Linked DNA regions of Gossypium hirsutum: region 2 is linked to region 1. A link is a contact called in public Hi-C data. All regions are on one chromosome and are shown on one strand. Each heading gives the region's core, a stretch centred on a gene start, on an enhancer-like site or on the middle of the called end of the contact. The rest is flanking DNA. Distances are from core to core; before and after follow the strand shown. Region 1 holds the start of LOC107949501. Region 2 has its middle 35 kb from the start of LOC121215705.

Region 1 (4,963 bases), core at 1,256-3,755:
TCTTTTATTTCAGTCAGTTAGGTCTGCTTGGTAATTCTAGGGGCTTGGACTTCTCTAATTTGAATTTATCTTTCATTCACTACCACATTAACTTGATCTTCATCAAACGAGCTTGGTGTGCATTTTTTTTCCCATATAAATAATATAATTTTAATTTCTGTAGGTTTTTTAAGTTTTAACAAATTGGGAATGTAATAATTCTGCGTTTACTTTCATACTATTTTGGCAGGAGATGTTCACGGTCAATTTTCTGATCTTCTACGCTTGTTTGAGTACGGAGGATATCCGCCTACAGCAAACTATTTATTCCTAGGTGACTATGTTGATCGTGGCAAGCAGAGCATTGAAACAATTTGCCTTCTCCTAGCATACAAAATCAAATACAAAGAGAATTTTTTTCTCCTTAGAGGCAACCATGAATGTGCATCAATTAACCGTATATATGGTTTCTATGATGAGTGCAAAAGAAGGTTTAATGTTCGTGTCTGGAAGTTGTTTACAGAATGCTTTAATTGCCTCCCTGTTGCTGCTCTAATTGATGAGAAGATCCTTTGCATGCATGGTGGATTATCTCCTGACTTGAAAACATTGGATCAGATCCGTAGCATTTCTCGCCCTGTTGATGTGCCAGATCAGGGCCTTCTCTGTGATCTTCTTTGGGCTGATCCTGATAAAGATCTTGATGGCTGGGGAGAGAATGATAGGGGAGTTTCATATACATTTGGGGCTGACATAGTTTCTGAATTCCTTAAGAAACATGACCTTGATCTCATTTGCCGAGCTCACCAGGTATTGTTATCCGTATTGACCTTAACTTCGTTTTGTTTTGTTTTATTTATTTATTTTGCTAAATTTGCATGACTTGATGGTATATTAGGAACTCGTGGGAAACTTGTGAAAAATGAAGAGTTTAGGGTTCCTGGAACCTTCGTGTTACTGCCAGTATAACAATGTGGGCAGACTGACTAAATTCTAGTAATTAATGTTTGTATTCTTTATTGTCTTTTAAATTTTATGTTTTTATGCTTCGTTTAGGTTGTAGAAGATGGCTATGAGTTCTTTGCAAAGCGACAGTTGGTGACCATATTCTCTGCTCCAAACTACTGCGGGGAATTCGATAATGCAGGTGCCATGATGAGTGTGGATGATAGTTTAACATGTTCGTTTCAGATTCTTAAATCTTTAGAGAAGAAAGGAAAGGGTGGATTTGGCAACAACACATTCAGACCAGGAACCCCACCTCACAAGGTAGGAAACTATTAGTCATCATGAATTGATAAATTGAATCACCAAGGAATATATGTATAAAGGTAAGCAATTCCGTCCTATAATATTTATCGATAATCAGGTATAAAGCTTGAGTCACCAGATATATGTATAACTGCGTCCTACTGTTTCTGGTCAATGGATCAGTTATTACCAAATGGACATAGGACCCATGTAGAAATATGCCACAGAGAGAGAGAGAGGTTCAACCGTTTACTATCAAAATTTCCTTTGACATTGATTGCTGCTTTGTCAACGACTCAGCGCCTTTCTGAACAGCCCCTTCCCTGGTTTCACTTCTTTTTTACTTAGTGATGGGAGTGCAGCTTTAGTTAGATTGTCCATTTTCAGCTGTTTTTATCAGATTGTTTCGTTTTATTTTTCTGGCACTAAACCAATTTGTGCCCTTTTTTTATCTTCTTTCAGGGTGGGAAGCGCTGAGTAAGACCGTAAAGTTCAATGTTGGATGACCAATAGACCAATAGGGTCGTTCTTGTCTCTACTTAATGATGGTGTTTTGTTGAATGAAACTGTGATGGCTGGCTGGACTATTGTTGGATGCAAAAGGAAATTGGAAGGTAAAGTTGCTGGAATGACATAGGAGAAGAGCTATGGAGCTCGGTTACCAGCCGGAGCTTGGTTTTTCTTATCATATGTAAAACCGGATTCTAATTCCAGTATGTTGATTTTTAATTCTTGTAGGTAACGAAATATCATTTCGTATCGTAACTGTTTTCAGCTTCTGTTGTGGTTGGGGTAGTACCCTTCCAAGTCAAATGGAAAGAAAAAAAATTATGAACTTGGTGGCTATGGCTCTCGGCCGTTTTATGCTTTAACATTGAGATTTTGGTAACCTATGAACAAAAGCCTGAAGTAGTTTCAGGCACTTCAGCGGCTTTAAAATCAGAACCATCCATGATACAATGCGATGCGCTTTCACAAAGGCAAAATTTATGAGAGTTTGATAACATCGTAAATCTTAAATACTAATAGCTTGGATAAAATAGGGAACCAAGATTTACAATTGGCTCTTACTTTCGATGTTATGTGGGTTGTATTTGGAACTTTGTTTAAATAAATTATTAAAAATTACATAAAATAAAAATAATTAAAAAGGTCCTATTCAATTGTTGGTTTATATCGGTTTATTGGTTCAACTTTAATTGGACCGGTCCTGTCCTGGTAAAACTTAAAAAAGAAATCCTGAAAAATATATAATTAGATCAACCTTTTTCTGTTCATTTTGCTAATTAACTAAGTAGAAGATTCTCAAAACTCTGGCAAAATTATGAAGTGCTGATGAATAGAGAGAGAGTGGTAGTGGTACCAGTAAAAAGTTCATTCGAAAAGATTCATGCCCAGAACAAAGAAATAAGCAAAAATGTATATAGTGGTATCTGGGTCCAAAATATAGACACTTGCGCATCGAATTTGTAATAAAAACGCAGCCTTCAACACATTTGAAGGCAGAGCTACTACATAGGCCATGAAGTGCCGATCCATGGCGTGTATATGGTCAGGCACGCCTCCGGTCCATCGTGTCACAGCCACAGCCGCTCTCAACCACCCTCCGACTCTCTACACTGGCGGATCCGATGGCTCCATCCTCTGGTGGAACCTCTCCAATTCAGATTCCCACTCGGTAACCAACTAACTTTACTCGATTCAATTTAGGAAAACAATATAACTAAAAGATTCGGGTTCTCTTCTTCTTATTAAGAATAATTAGCTTATTATATTTGTGTTATGCAATTGAATGACCAGAGAGCTTCAATTTGATATTATATATGCATTTGCTCGGTAGTAAATCTGGGTTTTGCTAGGGTATAGTTTAGATTGTTGAATTTAGACTGATGGTCGAAATTTGTATCATATTCAGGAAATTCGACCAATTGCTATGTTGTGCGGTCATGCTGCACCAATAGCTGATCTCGCCATTTGCTGTCCCATTGTAGTATCTGGAGAACAAAGCATGGACTATTCAAGTAATGTTGCTTTCAACTCTAGCTTTGATAATGGGGGTGCCTTACTAAGTGCTTGTACTGACAGTATGTTGTGCGTCTGGAGCAGAAGTAGTGGCCACTGCAGGCGTAGAAGAAAACTGCCACCTTGGGTGGGCAGCCCATCGATTATTCGTACATTGCCTTGGAATCCAAGATATGCTTGTGTAGGCTGTTGCTTTATTGATGCTGCACATTTAACTGACCACCAGTTGATGGAATCTGCCGAAGGGGGTGAGATTTCAATGGATAAAGAATCTCAGAACAGGAAGCCTCCTAAGTGTACTGTTGTTATTGTTGATACGTATACTCTTACTATTGTACAAACCGTTTTTCATGGGAATTTGTCCATTGGGCCTTTGAAGTTTATGGATGTTGTTTCTTCAGTTGATGATGGAGAAATACATTGTTCACTCTTGGCTGACTCCTTTGGTAAGCTACAATTGTTTCCTTTGACAAAGGACTTTCATCAAGGTAGTGAGGGTGAGACTAGGTTGCAGAAATCTTCTAAGCAAGAAATAGAGGCATGGGAAGATGGCCTTGTTGAGGCTGGACAAGTAGTGTCAATTGCAACGTGTAGGACTACTGTTGCTACTGTTTTAAAAGATCGATCTATATTTAGGCTGTTGGACGGTGCCATTACAATAGGAGTGATTCTTTTCATGAACAATGTCCTTTGTGTTGAAGATGATCATGGTCAGTCACATGTTGTAGGGGCTATGTTTCTTGAAAGTAAAAATTATGGGAATGCACAAATTACTGGTGTAACCCATGAATCTGAAATTTTTTTAGTGTGGAATAATATAGGATCTGCAGTTTTGTATGCAATATCATATTTAGATAACACATTCAATTATGAGCCTCTTTGTGAAATCCCTGCCATGTCATTTCCCCTGGGTGCAAGGTTGTCGTTTTCTTTTGTCCACTTGAGCCAAATACTTCTTCGGGTTGAATCAGTTTGCTTCACTATTGAAGACTCATTTCAATGGAAACCACGTGTTACAATCTGGTCACTTCAGCAGAGATGTGATCGTGGCAAACTCTTTGATGAATGCAAAATGCTTGGACAAGGCATTTCGTTTCTTGGCTGGACTCCGACTGCTGGTTTAGATCATAAAAGCGAATCTTTGGGTGGATTCAATACCAAATTAACATCTATTCAGAGCTCTGTTTCCGTCTCAGAAACTGTCGATAGCATACATGTAGATGATAGTTGTTATTCTGTCCCAAAGGGACAAATTGTATCTTCTTCCATGGTTATTTCTGAAAATCTTTATGCTCCTTCTGCGATTGTATATGGCTTCTCTAGTGGTCAAATCCAAGTTGTGTGGTTCAATTTGTTTAGGGGGCTTGATTCTCCAGCTGGAAGTCCACGCCTTGAGGTAGACTCTCATATATCCAAACAAAACTTTGCTGGGCATACGGGTGCTATACTATGTCTGGCAGCACATCGGATGATGGGTGCTGCAAAAGGATGGAGTTTTAGTCAGGTTTTAGTTTCTGGAAGCATGGATTGCACTATTCGTGTATGGGATCTTGATTCTGGTAATCTTGTTACAGTCATGCACCAACATGTTGGTCCTGTGCGCCAAATCATTCTACCCCCTGCTCGAACTGAACGCCCTTGGAGTGATTGCTTTCTCTCTGTCGGAGAGGACTCTTGTGTTGCTCTTACTTCACTTGAGACATTAAGGGTG
Region 2 (4,963 bases), core at 1,718-4,217, 170 kb before region 1:
GCAAGGCTATTGTTCGTTGATCACTGCAGTCGTGCTCATCTTGTTGTTGTATCCTGGGAGACAGTTGACCACTGATTCTCCAACACCAAAGGAATGGTCGGATCTATCTTAAGGAGAATGCCTATACAGGCCGCAATTGCCAATATAATATTTCATTAATTTAATTTTATGTCTTTCGGTTTATATATATTGTTCTTGCTCAATCTTGTGATTAATATGAAACTTTATATTATTAGTTTACTAACGTTTGTGCAACAAATTATTTGTGTATCATATTGCACAACTACTAAATGTCATTGCAAAAACTAATTTTAACAACCAAAATATACAGATGCGAAGTCAACTAGCCACCAATGTTGCGGTAAATGATTTAAGTTGTTTAAATCCTTATTGGCGTCAAGTTTGAGTTCAAACCTGAATAACCTATTCCCTTTACACTTTGATAAAAAAATGTGGTTGCGAAATATTTTACTTAAAAAATAATAATATTGTTTGTGAAAAATAATAACATTGCACAACGACTAAATGCCATTATCAAAAAATTTGTTTAACAATCATAAAACACAGTTGCCAAATACTTTACATAACATTTGTTAAGATTTTGTGCCTTTAGTGTAGTCATTTCATCATTGTCTGCTTGTAATTTTTGAACTAATTGAATATATAAATATTTCCATGTGATCTTGTAATATTCTCAGTATTGATGTCATCAATGGATTTTGCATGTGCTCAATGTATAAGTAAATATTGACTCATTAATTACCTGAGGTTTAACTAATATTAAGTTGCATTGCGCGACCAAATTGTAATGCAAGAAGACAACTTGTACTAGTAGATAACCTAAATAGTTCGTTGTCCATCAGATGATATTTAACAAATGACTCATGTTAGGAGTATAATGTTCTGTATAAGTCCAATTGGGGATATAACTTATTTTGGTTATTGGAGCTAAATTGACTCTAAAAAATAAAGACATAAATGTAATTGTCTGGATTTTACATTTATATTAGATAGGACCCAAGATAAATTAGTCGTTTATCCATTATGAATTAATTTTCTTATGTTTTTCATAGTGGGACTTACCTAAATTCTAATTGAATGACCATATGTGCATGACTCATGTACTTTGATACATTGAAAACTTATATTCTCAAGGTAATGGGTCAAAAGTCCGTATGTTTATTACAAAACTTATGTATGATATGATTTCACTTACAAAAGTAGGATCATATATCGATTAGATTAGTAAATGATGTCTTCTCATTAGCATTGTATATGAAAATGGAACATAATCATCAATCATTTGTATATGACAGATGATTTTATCATTACTGATATAAGTAGTGATCATTTTCATTACTTAAGATACAATGGTGACTATGATATAAAAGTGATCAAATTAGGTGAACGAGTTTAAGATTAAGGGGTCTCGAATATCTAATGAGGATAACACACATATGGCAAGGTCATTGGACTAAACCTTGAAACAAATAGCTTTTGTAATGGTATATAATGAGAAGTCTAGTTATTGTACTTTTAATAGATTGACTTTATAACTAAATAACTTTGTAATTTAATAGTTGAAGAATCAAAACTTATTTTAGCCCTAATTATGTCCAATTGATCATTCTGCTAGCTCACTATAGTCTAAACGAATTACATGAAAAACTTTTAATGAAGGTCCAAAACAATGAATGAGAAATAGATTGCAGGATTACTATCTAGACCTGACTATGGGTCGGGCTGGGCCGATGTGGAATTTTAAGTCAATTTTCTAGGCTCGAGGCCCAGTTTAGCCCGAAAAATAGGCTTAAAATTTTGCTCCAAACCTAGCCTAGATTAAAAATGCTAAACTCGAACCCAACTTGGCCCACTTATATTAAAATTTTTTAGATTATTATTTTTATATAAAAAAATTTTAAAAAAAAATAATACATCAAGTATATTAAAATCATTAATATAAATATTTCCCAACAAATTAAAAATAAATTAAAAAAACCTTTATACTTTAAAAAGTCCAAATAACTCACTCATACTACAATAAGAAATTTGCAAGGGCAAATTTCATAAAATCCCACTAGGATTAAGACCACAACAACTTTCCAAGTTCATCACAACATTCAAAAACACCCAACCAGAAGCTATCTGATTTCAACTAAAAATACATAATACTACTATGATGCTACTTACTAATTAACTAAACACGACCATCAAAAAAATTCTCTAACTTCACTTGCCCACCATTTAAAAGACTTTCAATCTCTTTAGGAGGGTTTAGCCCTATTCTTTGAGATGATTCGACTTAATAAAAGAAAGAAAAAAAAAAGTATGTGATTCGGGTCGAGTCATGTTGGACTCAGGTCAAAAAAATTCTATTCGAGGCCTAATTCATTTAAAAAGCGAGTTTTATTTTTTTGTCCAAATTCATTTTTTAAATCTATAATTTTATTGAAACTTTCTCACTTTTTGAGGAGGCATTTGGGTCTGGGAGGGTGGCCCGACCCATGGTCTGAGTTATATATTGTATTTGTATTTTTGCGAGAAGGCAAGAGATGACTTGAAATTAGTTTAATTTCTTTGACTTATGTTTTAATTGGATGAATAAATTAAAATAATTAAGTTTAAAGTAGGAATTAAATTATGTAGTTATCATAGTTAAATTTTTTGTATAATTAAATAAATTTGCACGTAAATTGTAATACAGAAAAAATATCGTGATTGTAATGAAATTAAAATTAGGTTGTGTAAATTATTTAATTAGAATTGATGAATTAATTATTTGTTTTAATTAATAAAAATTTGGAGGTTTATTTAATTATTCATTTAATTAAATATTCAAAATTTGTTTTTTATTTAAAATTAAGAGAAGATAGATGGAAAAATTGGACCGGGTATGGCCAACCATGTTGACCCAATTAAGGCAAGGGATTCCTTTTTCCATAGTAAGCCACCCGTCACGCCCCTGAGAAGGCCTAAGTGGATCATGACTCTTTCAACTTAATTAATTTAGAACTCGGAATGTGATTTAAATTCTTGCAAAATTCCCCTATATATATATTTATATGGCGAAAATATTAAGGTAATGTTTAAAAACCTACTTAATAATTAGATTTGTATATAATTATTTATAATTGCACAATAGTAGCATGTTTGGATAATTATTATAATTGATGGGTTCCACCAAATTAGCTGTAACTGGAGCACTTCAACTACACTTTTCAATTCTAAGAGGAGGGTGAGAGTTGGAGTAATTACGCTGGTAATTACATCCAAATCTAATTACCATATGGCTTTCCAAACACTCATACATGATTTATCTTTAAACAATTATTTTTTTATAAAAAATTAAGTTCTAAAAATTATATTACAAGCACGAACACGTATGAGTGTTTGATACAATTATAGCAAATATATATATAAATCCTAAAAAATTGTATTATAAATAAGATTTTTATTTTATTTTATAAATGTATAACAAAAATTATATTATTTAAATCTTAAAACAGTTCTAAAATAATGGACAAAAAGTATTTTATAAAAATAGTTTACGTGTTATAATATACTTGTTTATAAAAAGATATTTGATCATAACTTATTTACGTGCCCATGTTATATATTATAAAAATAATATACTTATTTATAAAAAAATTGTTTTAACTTTTTTGCCATAACTTATTTATAAACAATAGCTTTCTAAAGTTATAGTAAAAAAATATTTATAAGAAATTTTATAAAAGTTATTGGACACTTTATAGAACTCTTTTTATAAAAGTTATATATATATTATAAATTTTATATTATTTTAACTCAACTTAGGTATTATCAAAAGGGTTATAACCTAGCATAAGTCTTTTTCCAAATTAAGTTTATATAACTTTTTATAACCAAAGCTACATATTATTTGCATTTTGAGCCCTAATATTATGTGCTAGATGCTAGTTATGTAAATACAAAAAGTTTTCTAACACTATGTCGTAGGGTATGCTATCATTTGAGTGAATTGAGTTAGACACAAACACCAAAAAAGACTCGCGAACTCTTTAATTTGATACGATCAAAGCTTCAAAATGTGATTGACATAATATTTTTTGTTGGAAAAAAAATGGATTGCTTATATTAATAAAATCACATTAGTATAGAATAAAAAAATAAGGCTGGATCGTATTAGTATGTTGCATACTTCATAACTTTATTCATAGGTGGAATTAAGATGAACCATACTGAAAAGTGTATGGAAGAAGGATGTCTTAATAATCTTAATGAAACATATTTAGTTTAGATGGTGAAGATCTCAGTTAGGGACCAACGGATGATGATAAGGAGTATATGTTAAATGTTAAAAAGGGAATAACCCAACAAATATGAAATGCTAAAGCAATTAGATAAAATTGCATATGATATTTATTTTTCTTGTTTTTTTTAATCATATTATTGACTACTTTTCTTGGACTAACATATTACATATGATTTGGTTTTAATTTTTTGTGGAGTTATGCCTCGTATTTTTTTGGTTTTTCTTCTCCGAGTTAAACTCTGTTTTTAGTTTTTCATTTAAACTTTGATTAGTGTAGATTATTTTAATATTAGTTTCCCACTTAAAATCAGATTAGTGTAAGTTATTTTAATATTATTTGACCTACAAATTTAGCCTATTAATAGGCCTTTTTTCCACCCTAGAAAAATAACCCATTACACATTTAGGTATTAGCTTTTACAAGCTTTCAGAGAATTTTGTGTTTAATTTTGAGGGTTCTTATATCGAGTTTCGGGGTTTAGTTTTATCTCTATCTTTTAACTTTTCGTTTTTGTTGTTTTAGTGAAATTATCTTTGCTCGTGGTGTTTTATCCTCTTCGAAGAGGTTTTTCCACGTAAAATATTTGTGTTCGATCTTTTCAATTTCTTCGTTATTTTACTTGTTTGTTCTTTAAATTGGGTTATCCCCAACAAACTGGTATCAGAGCT

What was found. Hi-C and Micro-C count contacts between places; a contact is called where the count stands out from the background.
Region 2: a contact with region 1 is called in a Hi-C map of leaf, with 5 times the contacts expected there. The contact joins the enhancer-like site here to the promoter of LOC107949501 in region 1. A contact is called at or near these places in 14 of 34 Hi-C or Micro-C datasets (anther, callus, cotyledon and 4 more).

Annotation. Positions count from the first base shown.
Region 1 is chrD03:31,766,126-31,771,088 of Gossypium_hirsutum_v2.1, reverse strand. LOC107949501 reads left to right here and starts at 2,505. Exons shown (of 9, transcript XM_016884162.2): 1 at 2,505-2,908; 2 at 3,146-4,963. The coding sequence starts at 2,753. LOC107949500 (serine/threonine-protein phosphatase PP1) reads left to right here. Exons shown (of 4, transcript XM_016884161.2): 2 at 230-789; 3 at 1,036-1,248; 4 at 1,693-2,065. The coding sequence ends at 1,707.
Region 2 is chrD03:31,938,570-31,943,532 of Gossypium_hirsutum_v2.1, reverse strand. No RefSeq gene overlaps it. Among protein-coding and RNA genes, the nearest start is that of LOC121215705, 35 kb to the right of the region's middle. Within about 2 kb of position 2,967, at least 1 of the 9 cell types and tissues checked has an H3K27ac peak or open chromatin away from gene starts, as enhancers often do. A contact at or near this core is called in leaf, where this site is marked.